3 separate regions of the Sus scrofa genome follow, and all the other regions are linked to region 3. A link is a contact called in public HiChIP or PLAC-seq data. All regions are on one chromosome and are shown on one strand. The core of a region is the stretch at or near the end of the contact, and the rest is flanking DNA. Distances in the headings are between cores, read along the strand shown. Region 1 has its middle 11 kb from the start of CCR4. Region 2 overlaps UBP1 (upstream-binding protein 1). Region 3 overlaps CRTAP (cartilage-associated protein).

The links. HiChIP or PLAC-seq counts read pairs in DNA pulled down with a chosen protein or histone mark.
Region 1: a contact with region 3 is called in an H3K27ac HiChIP or PLAC-seq map of alveolar macrophages. The contact joins two enhancer-like sites. A contact is called at or near these places in 1 of 5 promoter capture datasets (fetal liver), 1 of 47 Hi-C or Micro-C datasets (embryonic fibroblasts) and 1 of 2 datasets of contacts at active chromatin or transcription factors (alveolar macrophages).
Region 2: an H3K27ac HiChIP or PLAC-seq map of alveolar macrophages shows a contact between it and region 3. The contact joins two enhancer-like sites. A contact is called at or near these places in 2 of 47 Hi-C or Micro-C datasets (heart right ventricle and skeletal muscle) and 2 of 2 datasets of contacts at active chromatin or transcription factors (alveolar macrophages and skeletal muscle).

What each region holds. Positions count from the first base shown.
Region 1 is chr13:18,869,854-18,873,552 of Sscrofa11.1, forward strand. No RefSeq gene overlaps it. Among named protein-coding and RNA genes, the nearest start is that of CCR4, 11 kb to the left of the region's middle. Within about 2 kb of position 1,253, at least 1 of the 83 cell types and tissues checked has an H3K27ac peak or open chromatin away from gene starts, as enhancers often do. A contact at or near this core is called in alveolar macrophages, where this site is marked.
Region 2 is chr13:19,204,832-19,208,932 of Sscrofa11.1, forward strand. It overlaps UBP1 (upstream-binding protein 1), which reads right to left. Exons shown (of 15, transcript XM_021071558.1): 15 at 1-2,044. The coding sequence ends at 2,007. FBXL2 (F-box/LRR-repeat protein 2) reads left to right here. Exons shown (of 15, transcript XM_021071559.1): 15 at 1-101. Among named protein-coding and RNA genes, the nearest start is that of UBP1, 70 kb to the right of the region's middle. Within about 2 kb of position 2,745, at least 16 of the 83 cell types and tissues checked have an H3K27ac peak or open chromatin away from gene starts, as enhancers often do. A contact at or near this core is called in alveolar macrophages, where this site is marked.
Region 3 is chr13:19,027,648-19,031,232 of Sscrofa11.1, forward strand. It overlaps CRTAP (cartilage-associated protein), which reads left to right. Exons shown (of 7, transcript XM_021071557.1): 5 at 2,660-2,805. Among named protein-coding and RNA genes, the nearest start is that of CRTAP, 35 kb to the left of the region's middle. Within about 2 kb of position 2,329, at least 8 of the 83 cell types and tissues checked have an H3K27ac peak or open chromatin away from gene starts, as enhancers often do. A contact at or near this core is called in alveolar macrophages, where this site is marked.

The sequences.
Region 1 (3,699 bases), core at 3-2,502, 160 kb before region 3:
AAAAGGCAGGTAGTGTCAAGAGCACACTGTGGGGAGTGGGAGTAGGTTTTTGTAGATAAAGTGAACATGTGGAGGGGAGCAAAGTAGGAAAAGAAGAGATGAAAAAAAAGTTATAGACTCAGGAGACAGCTGTTTTGAGCTCCTGAGCCAGTTGCCACCCTCCCTGGGGCTGCAGGAGACATAGTGGGTGTTGTGAAGTGCCATCCACACACCTGGTACAGATCTATGGCACTCACTCCTCCAGCTACCAGGGGCACTGACGTTTGCCACCTCTCAGCTGGTCTCCTTTCTAGACAACCCTCCCTGAGGACAGCCCACATCCAATACCTGGATAAAGAGGGGGGAAAGAAACACTTGCCCCCTTACCTTAATTTGGGACAAAGCCGATGGGCCATTCCAACTACAGAGCTCCTCGAAAGATTAGCAGGGCCCTCTGCTGCAACAACCTTGTGGTTCAACTTTTTCTACTGCCTAGTTCTGCTTCCTTCATGCCCTTAGAACTGTTCCCAAGAGGACTCCTCATTAAATCTCCTGTATGCTAATCTCAGAGTCTTAGAATCTGGTTCCAGGAACTTAAGTCTCAAACAGGGGCTTCTGGATCACAGCGGGGCAAATGAACACCTAATATAAATGGAAAAGGTTCGGGGAGTTCCCGTCGTGGCACAGTGGTTAACGAATCCGACTAGGAACCATGAGGTTGCGGGTTCGATCCCTGGCCTTGCTCAGTGGGTTAAGGATCCGGCGTTGCTGTGAGCTGTGGTGTAGGTCTCAGGCGCGGCTCGAATCCCACGTTGCTGTGGCTCTGGTGCAGGCTGGCGCTACAGCTCCGATTCAACACCTAGACTGGGAACCTCCGTATGCCGCAGGAGCGGCCCAAGAAATGGCAAAAAGACAAAAATAAATAAATAAATAAAGGTATGGGAAATTTCACAGGTATGGGAAAATGAGGAATCACAGTGTCTGCATCACAGCTGTGCATTTACTGCCCTATGGCCATGGACTGCTTTTGACTATCTCTCTCTCTCTCTTTTTTTTTTTTTTTTTTGGCCATGACTGTGCCATGTGGAAATTCCTGGGCCAGGGATCTAACCCACACCACAGCAGTGACCTGAGCCACAGCAGTGACAACACCAGATCCTGAACCCACTGAAGCACCAGGGAATTCCTCCTTTTGACTCTTAGTATATATGCATCCATTAGTCAGTCTCAACTTTGCTTGCATAATCTGCCTGCCTCAAGCTCTGAGGCATTTTTTCCATATTCCTTACCAGTCACTGACTCAAGCCCAGTCATTGACCTGGGCTCAAATGTAACAGACATAAGCTCCACCCATTTTTGTAGTCACAACATTTTACTCCTGAATAGCCATCATCAAAAAGTAAACAAATAATAAATGCTGGAGAGGGTATGGAGAAAAGGAAACCCTTCTACACTGTTGGTGGGAATGTAAATTGGTGCAGCCTCTATGAAGAATAGTACAGAGTTTCCTTAAAAAACTAATAATAGAGTTACCATATGATCCAGTGATCCCACTCCTGGGCATCTATCCAGAGAAAACTATAATTAGAAAAGATGTATGCTTCCTAGTGTTCGTATCAGCACTGTTTATAACAGCCAAAACATGGGAAACAACTTGTGTCCATCAACAGAGGAATGGATAAAGATGTGGTATGTATGTACACATATGTGCATGCACACAAGCACATGCACATACACACAAGAATATTACTTAGCCATAAAAAAGAATGAAAAATGCCACTTGCAGCAACATGGATGGACCTAGAGATTATTATACTAAGTGAAGTAAGCCAGATAAAGATATATATGATATTACTTATATGTGGAATCTACAAAAATGATACAAATGAACTTATTTATGAAACAGAAATAAACTTATAGACATAGAAAACAAATTTATGGTTACCAAAGGAGAAGTGTGGGGGAGATAAATTAAGAGTTTGGGATTAAAATATACAGACTACTATATAAAATAGATAACCAGCATAGCACAGGGAACTATACTCAATATCCTGTAATCACCTATAATCAAAGAGAATCTAAAAAAGATATATATATAATCCCTTTTTATACATGTGAAACTAGCCCAGTGTCATAAATCAACTATATTTCAATAAAAATTTAAAAAAACCAATGCTTTAGTTCTTAAAAGCTTGAAATGGCTCCAAATTCTCCTTTCAGAATATCAGAAATCCACCAACTGTTTTTGTATACTGAAATTCATTTCATCATCTTCTTAAAGTAGATAAGGTGGGTTTTATTATCACTAAGAAACTTAGTTCCGGGGAACAATATTCTAATAATGAATTAGACAAACTCCACCAGCAATAATCACCTTATTGCTTGGTAAAATGCCTAGTACACAACAGTTGTTGAATTATTTTTTAGTGAATGAGTGAATTTTCTTATCTCTTAACTCAGTGCTCAATACTGGCAATTCAAGTTTCTATTTCACTATACAAAGTTCACCAGTCCTCTCTCCAAAATCCCCATTATGTTTCTAATAAAACTGTGTCACAGAGTTCAAAGATTGATTGAATTGTCTCCTAGTTCCAGAAATGAGTGGGTGGTCTTTGGGTCAAAAATGACTTCATTACGACTTTTGGTATGAACAGAGCTGCAGAAGTCTGCATTTTCGTCTTCTCTGGAAAATTGTAAAATTAAAAAAAAGAAAGAATTAAAAACCCCGCAAACTCCACTTTCAATCAAACTTGGAGAGAGATACCTTTTAGACTCCAAAATATATGAAAGTTCTAATAAAAGCAGCCAACATGAGACAGAAATTGTGGGCAAAGTTGAAGAGAAGGATGAGGAGAGGGTAAAGCAGTGGCAGATATAGAAAGCTCTATGAGAATATATGTCCCCTGTGTTTCTTTTTTTAATTCAGAGTTGATTTATAATGTGCCAGTTTCTGCTGTATACAAGGTGACTCAGTTATGCAATATATATATTCTTTTTAATACTATTCCCATCATGGTCTGTCCCAGGAGATTGGATATAGTTCCCTATGCTATCGTAGGACCTCATTGCCTATCCATTCTAGATGCTTGCATCTACAAACTCCAAACTCCCAGTTCATCCCTCTTCCTCTTACCTCCCACTTGGCAACCATAGGTTTGTTCTCTATGTCTATGAGTCTGTTTCTGTTTTGTGGATATTTTCATTTGTGCCATATTTTATTTTTTATTTTTTAATTTTTAAAGAATTTTTTTGTTATTTCCCCAATGCATTTTTTTTCTACTGTACAGCATGGTGACCCAGTTACACATACATGTACACATTCTTTTTTCTCCCATTATCATGCTCCATCATAAGTGACTAGACATAGTTGTGCCATATTTTAGATTCCACATATAAGTGATATCATATGGTATTTGTCTTTCTGACTTCACTTAGTATGAGAATTTTTACTTGCATTCACATTGCTGTGAAGGGCATTATTTCATCCTTTTTTATGGCTGAGTAGAATTCCATTGTGATATGTACCACATCTTAATCTACTCATCTGTCAGTGGACATTTAGATTGTTTCCATGTCTTGGCTATTTTGAACAGTATTGCTAGGAACATAGGGTGCATTGCCTTTTTTTTTTTTTTTTTTTTTTTTTTTTTTTTTTTTTTTTTTTTAGTGTTGTACCCACAACATAAGGAGGTTTCCAGTCTAGGGGTCAAAATGGAGCTG
Region 2 (4,101 bases), core at 1,495-3,994, 180 kb after region 3:
ACACACCTCTTCAAACATTTGGACTGGTGTGTATTCAGAACATACACAGTGAACCCCTTGAGTCTTATGCCGTGAGTGACACTGGCAGGAACCTGGATTTTAAATGAGACACACATTTGCAAAACAATCGGAAAACATTTATTATACTGAAATGTGTACATCCTACTATTAAAAAAACAAAGTAGCAAATTTGCTGGTGCCATAATTTAACCTTTTTCACTGGGACAAACTAATGTTCAATGCCGCTTGGTGTAATTTCAAGTTTGATGAGCTTTTAATTATTCTTACCCCACTTCTAAAACCTGATGAGGAATTCAAAATAGCACACAGCATTAAATGACATTTATTGTTCCATAAATCTTGAGACTCAAAAAGGAATGCTAAATAGACAAGCAAAACTCTAAAACAATTGAGAGATAAGCTCACTTCTTTCCCAAGTGACTGGTACAGAAAACATGTGGTCATACAAAAGCAAAGGGAAAATGACAGAAAGGAAAGCTCTCCTGCTTTAGGGTCTATACAAGTTACAGATTTCAAACTGAAGATGGAAACATTTAGAGACAGTACTTTCTCAGCTCAAATAACCCCCTTTATGAATAAAACAATGCCAAAGCCTTTACTCACTTAAGTAGTTTGTCTTCTGGGAGAGATTTTCAACTCAATATTATTCCTATTTCTGCCTGAACAAAGGTAAGAATCAAATAATACATTCAAATCCAAGACACAGGGTAAATGGACAGAGGTGTATAATTAAAATGGAATCAAAGTTTGAGAAGAAAACTGTCTAGTACACCACAGGCCTCAAATGCTTGCTTGATGATTTTTGGGAAGGCTTTGGGTGAAGGGAAGAGAAGTAGTAGAAAAAATTGCAAAAACAGTGGATTCCCTTTGAAAAGTGTACTGGCCGACAAGCATTTGGTTTTGTGAAAGAGGCACTCTTTATAGAAAAAAGCTATTGTGTGGTGTATAAAAAAGTCCCTAAATAATCACTAGAATGTTACCCATGATTGTACTAAAGCTCAATATTTGAGAAGAAGTGAGAGGAATTTTGATGGTACAATATAGTGTTTGATTTGTGATGTCTAGTGTTCCATGAATAATTTCAATTCTTCATAATGAAACCCGTTAACACCAAGTCAGAAACTGCTTCCCCTGCCTAAATGTATTTCCAATGTCAGGAACAGGGCTTTAAAAATGTTTTAGGACTGGATAGTGCAGAGTGGGGTGGGCAATTGGAGACCGAGAGGGAGAGAGGAAAAAAAACCACGAGTTTAAAAGGCATTGGGGCTTCAAAAATGAAAACCAGAAACAAAATGCTAAGAACAGAAGCAGAAGCAAAAAGTTTCTCGATAAATCTGTGACAAAGCAAAAACACAAAGTCTTTGTACCTATTAGGATTTACGCTGATCCTCTCACCAAGGTACTCTTGATAATGCAGTTTGCGTCAAGCCCATCTTCCCGGCTTGGATCTTCCCCGCTCTGGCGTGATCACGTCACACATTCACCCTCAGACATGATTTCTTCTGAGAAGGCGCCAAGCCTCTCCCATGACCACCCATCACCCGTGTCAGTGGTGGCCTCGTGTCTCTCCGCACACAGATTCCGTCCCCACCCTGCCCCAGGTCAGCATGAGGTCCAGGCGACAGAAGCCAAGCTGGCACAGAGAGGTAAATGCCCACAGTATGTCTTTACATTCACTTCCAAACCGCATACAGTGTAAAAAGACAGCAATGGCTGCTTCTAGGAACTGTGTCGACTGGCCTCTCCGCCAGAGAAGCAGGTGGTCCTGCCTGTCCCTCGGCCCCAGGCACTCGCTCTCCTGAGGGGCCGTGATGGTGACGGTGAGATGCGCCTCTCACAGCTCATTAGAAAGGTCATCCTGTGTTTTCAATATGAAACATCTCATATGGTAAAATCCAATCCCAAGGCTTCTTGGATTCAGTCTTCACACACTTTTAAGCGTGGCTTTATTTGGTGCTGAATGAAGTTCAGACTACGTTAAGACGTCACTTCAAAATTATGTGGACACCACCCCCGTTTTCAGCTGCAGAAAAAGGAGAAGTTACAGGCTTTTTTGTTTTTAACCAGGCTGGAGACTCAAAACTGAACTCCTACAACTCTACAACCTCCCATCCCAGTTCAGAGGGTACCTTGAATATGCTCGAGTGAAAAAGCTGGTAACTTGCTCCAGCTCCTCTTCCCCAAGGTAACTTCATATACACTCTCCCTCCCCTTTTCAGACATGGTGCTTTTCAACGTCTGGCCCTCACTCCCATAGGTGCCCTGCCTGCCTGCTGTTCTAGGAGGCAGAGGACCCGCAAATAGTGCTTATACCCACCTTTTCGGGAAATAATTTTTAAACTCCTAAAAATTAGATCTACAACATTTAAAAAATATATTTTGTCTGATGGCCTAGTGTTTCTACAGAGATGGTGAAAAGCAATACAGGCATTCGACAAGGAACAAGTGAGTTTTTTCATAAGACAAGGTATTCGAAGCCCAGTACACTGAGATGGGAGGGGTCACCCTTTGATGACTGACAGCAGAAATAAATGCCTGCTGACTTCACAGGACACAGCTGCACACAGTATGAATTTTCTTTTTTACAGGCAGTTTTGAGTTTTGCAGAGTAAAAACTATTGCTTCGTGAACAGGAAGTTGAGCAGAACGGTACTAAGCCAGATATGTTTGTGCAAGTAAAAGATCACATGAACCAGGCCACAGTTAAAAACTCAGCCCTGCAGCTGACACGATGGCTGACATGACGTGTCAGCACAGAGTGAAATCCTTCCTGATTTCAGCACTTCCCTTCTAGGTGGGCTCCCAGCTTCAAGAGTGACTTCTCAGGAAAGGGGTGACACAGCACTTTTTTCTTTGAGGTGCAGCTTTCGTGCTCAGAATGGACTTTGGTTAGCTCATCAGACCTTTAAAGGTCTCCTCTTGTATTAACTTTACATTTAAAAACTCCTCCTTTTCCACCTCCAGGAATTCTCTCAAGCCCTGTCTGGGCCCACTCTCCACACCCTCTCCCTCCATAACTGTTTTGAGTCACTGTGGATACGCTAAAGGCTTCCAAATTTACGGCTCAAGACCAGACCTGTCTTGCCAGCCCCAGAGGTTATAATTAACTTGACATTTTCACATCCTAAAATGAAACTCTGGACTGCTTCCCTCAATGGCACCTACCACTCTATTGGGACCACTACCTGCTCAGTTGTTCATAAGAGTCACAACCACTCCTCTCTCAAAGGTAGAGCCCAGTAGGGCCCTGTCTATAAGTGTATGAGACACCATAACCTCTCATCTGGATTCTCCTGCCTCCAGTTTGCCCACCTTCTCATCTGTCTCCAAAGAGTTGAGAGAGAAAAGAAAAACCTATTTACATTACTTATTTGTTTAAAAAACCTCACTGACTTTCCAATGCATTTCAAATAAAACCTAAACTTGGAGTTCCCGTCGTGGCGCAGTGGTTAACGAATCCGACTAGGAACCATGAGGTTGCGGGTTCGGTCCCTGCCCTTGCTCAGTGGGTTAACGATCCGGCGTTGCCGTGAGCTGTGGTGTAGATTGCAGACGCGGCTCGGATCCCGCGTTGCTGTGGCTCTGGCGTAGGCCGGTGGCTACAGCTCCGATTCGACCCCTAGCCTGGGAACCTCCATATGCCGCGGGAGCGGCCCAAGAAATAGCAACAACAACAACAACCAAAAAAAAAAAAGACAAAAAAAAAAAAAAAAAAAAAAAAAAACCCTAAACTTGCATCAGTACCAGACCTGCCTCCTGCTCTGCTCACCTTCGCGCTGCACGGCAACCACAAGGCCCTCCCAGCCTCCACACAGCCCCATTCTTCCAGGGTGCAGCTCCTCAAGGGCATGGTCGGCTCCCCACCACACTCCAGATCTCAGCTTTCATGGCCTCAGAGAAGCCCTAACAGTTTCATGTAACCCTCCCTGAACCCTGCATCCATGAGTACCCACACTTTCCCACTCCTTCATGGGCATCTAAGTTATATACTGGTAATTGGGTGCATCTACTGAGCAGTTCTGGCTTGCTTTCTCCGCTAGAGTAGTGGAACACCTTTCTAGAACTAACAGCATGGGTCTG
Region 3 (3,585 bases), core at 1,079-3,578:
GGTTTCCACAGCCCTCCCTCCCCACTGTGGCCATTCTCTTCTTGGTTGGATTCTCTCTGCCCGCAACAGCCACCCACCCACCAACCTTTTAACTCTACCTCCTGTCCTTTTCAGGACACACTGAAAGCCTTGCCTGATGAAGCTTAAAAAAAAGGAAAAAAATTTCCTTCTCTCCTATTTTTTATTTTTAAAATTTAAAATATTTCAGATTTTTGCTGCTGATCAAGCTTGTCCTTGAGAGTCTCTGAAACTGTCATTCACAGTAGATCTTTTGAAGAATGTAACCGGCCTCTCTCAGCAGTGAACTTGATGTTAGAGCAGCCAGAGCCTCATGCAGTGACATGTCCCTTGGCTGGGACATTTCTGAGATCAACAGGAGATGTGTTCTTATCAGGTGTCCCTTCCCAGAAGTTCCCTTTCATGGTGAGAAGGATGAGTTTTTATTTGCCACTGTCACTCTGGTACCAAGTGTCTGGTAAAGGATTATTTATTTAGCATAAAGGACAGGAGTCTCGTCCTGTGTAATGTGAACACATGTTCACATGAGGCAGTACTGAGCTCACAGCACTGTCCCCAGCAAACACTGATTGACTGTGTTCTAGCGTAGAGGGGGCAGTTTTCTGTTTGGCACTGTCTTTGCTTATGAAGAGCCCTCTTTTTTTTGGGAGGGGGGCTGTGCCTGCTGCATGTGGAAGTTCCCAGAGCAGGCATGGGACCTATACCACAGCAGCAACCTGAGCCGCTGCAGGGACAATGCTAGATCCGTAACTCACTGCACCACAAGGAAACTCTGAAGAGCCCTCTTTTTTAATATAAGTGTTTTCTTTCAAAAAGGCATATTTAAGTGAACCAAATGTCTCAGAGAAACACAGAAAGCAAACCACCTGTTCCCATTCCCTCTCCCCTACCTCCACCCTGGTGCTGTTAGTTTATGGTCATCCTCACTTGGAAAAGCCCTATTTTAATAAGAATTATAAAAGTTACATACCTGTTTTTTTTAACTTGTGAACATTTAAAAACATTAGAAGGAGTTCCTGATGGCCTAGCAGTTAAGGATTTGGCATTGTCACTGCTGTGGCTCAATTTGATCCCTGGCCCAAGAACTTCTGCATGCTGCTGTGACCAGAAATAAAGATAAAAATAAAAACATACATTAGAGAAGATGGTATAAAGAACTGTAGTGTGCCCATCACTCAGCCAGAGGTCACATGGGAGCTGTGGCTGCCAGCCTACACCACAGCCACAGCAACACAGGGTCCTTAACCCACTGAGTGAGGTCAGGGGTTGAACCCGCATCCTCGTGGATACCAGTCAGATTCGTTTCCGCAGCACCACAACGGGAACTTCCCAGCTTCAATTTGTATCAACACTTTGCCTATCTTGGGTTCACAGTTTCTAGACCTTCTGTGTGATGAAAATATAGCTTGTGTTTTTGTTTCATTTTCTTGAGAGTCCATGCTGACATCTCAGGGAGCTAGCCCAGTGATGGACTTGGAAACATGGGTCTTCCAGCCTCTGAGCAGGCTTGGTTCAGTGGGCACAAGCCAGAACACTAGAGTTTAGAAGTGTTCCAGATGCTTCCAGCCTTTGGCGGCTCACCAGTCAGTCCTCTCAAATCCCTACCTGCTCCGTAAACCACCCTGCATATCTGAAACTGTAGCAAAAACATAAACACTGGAAAACCAAAAGTAGCTTTTCTTGCTGCTCTCCAGGAAATCTTTGCTTTCTGGATTATGGGTGAACAGCGTGAGTAAAATTTACTTCTTGAAATTGGCTTCTTGAGAGACTGCCCAGGCTTGAATGCTTTCTAGGTTACCTCCCCCAGGATATTGCTTGAGGGCAGATGTTACTTATGCCCCCTGTCCCTTTGTGAGTATTTCTTGCCTCTAAGGACTGGCTTTAAAGTTGTTATTACAGGAAATGGCCACTAGAAGGCAGGATTTATTCATGCCCAACTCTGGTTACTCAGGCAACCAATTTTAGTAAAAGTAGTGTTTCTGGGTTGTAAATTCAAGTGGAATGTGCCCGAATAAACACCTTCACCCCTTAAACAAATCCCAGACATATCCCACCCCTGTGAAACCCCTCTTCTAAAAGTGGGGCGACTCCAGGGAGGGAGGCTGGAGGTGAGAAGCCCACCACCAGGAGATGCGGAGACCAGGTGACTTCACATCTCTCCCGGCCCAGAAGGTACACCATCCTTTGGGTTCATTCGGCTTGGTTTAGCTGTAGGAGGGCCCCCCTGGATGTAAAGATCATGTCCCATGCAGAGGAGACCAGGCCCTGCACATGCAAGCAGGGACTCATTTTCTGCCACTTCCTTCCTTCGCCCTATGACAGTCCAGCCTTGGGACCCAGCCTGCTCAGGCTCCAGGGATGTGACACCAGCCTGGGTCACCAAGGCCCGTGGGCAATACTTTAGGCATTCCTGCCAAGGCTTCTGCCTAAAGGAACTTCTCTTTTTTAAAACCGGCCTCCAGGTTGCCATGGAGACCCATCTGCGATCTGCCCACCCAGGGAAGATTCGTGTGGTTGCAGGTTTTCGGAAGGAGGGGCTTCGGAGGAAGGGCTTGTTCGTGATTGTTTTCTTTAGGAAGCTGTGCTTCAAGCTGTAGCTTTGAGAGGTTGGCTGACTTCCTGTTCCTCTTCTCCTGCCCAGTGAATGACCTGAAGAACGCGGCCCCCTGTGCCGTCAGCTACCTGCTCTTCGATCACAACGACAAGGTCATGCAGCAGAACCTGGTGTATTACCAGTACCACAGGGACAAGTGGGGGCTTTCGGATGAGCATTTCCAGCCCAGACCAGTACGTGCCAGCAGACCGGGCATTGCGTTTCCTGCCCTCCTCTTCACCCTGCTTTAGGAGATAGCTTTGCACCTTAAGGGAAGGGTTATTTCAGAAAGAAGGAAAACAGCTTTTTCTATAGCAATTTTGTCTTTTAACATTTTACTGTTTTATTCTCACATTCTCATTTCTGAATCAGTCAAAACTCTACAGATTTCGAACATTATAGAAATATTTGACTTAGGAGTGAGTAATCCCCTGTTTTACTTAATCCCCTATTTTCTCCTCATCCTGCTGTACAGCTGTACTTTTAACATAAATGCAGCATGTATTTGTTTTTACAAAAACAAGATCTTGGAGTTCCCTGTTGTGGCACAATGGAAACAAATCCGCCTGGTAACCATGAGGTTGCAGGTTCAGTCCCTGGCCTAGCTCAGTGGGTTAAGGATCTGGTGTTGCTCGTGAGCTGTGGTGTAGGTCACAGACGCGGCTCGGATCCCGTTGCTGTGGCTGTGGTGTAGGCTGGCAGCTACAGCTGCAACTGGACCCCTAGCCTGGGAACCTCCATATGCCACAGGTGTGGCCCTAAAAAAAAAAAAAACTAGATCTTACTTTACACACTGTTTTGCAACTTCCTTTGTCTTTCTAACAGTTTCATCATGAACATTTTTCATGTCACACCTGTATACCTACTTTGTCTTTTCAAAAAAAAAATTTCATTTTATTTTAGAGTATAGTTGATTTACAATGTCATGTTAATTTTAGGGGTACAGCAACATGGTTCAGTTATACATGTACATA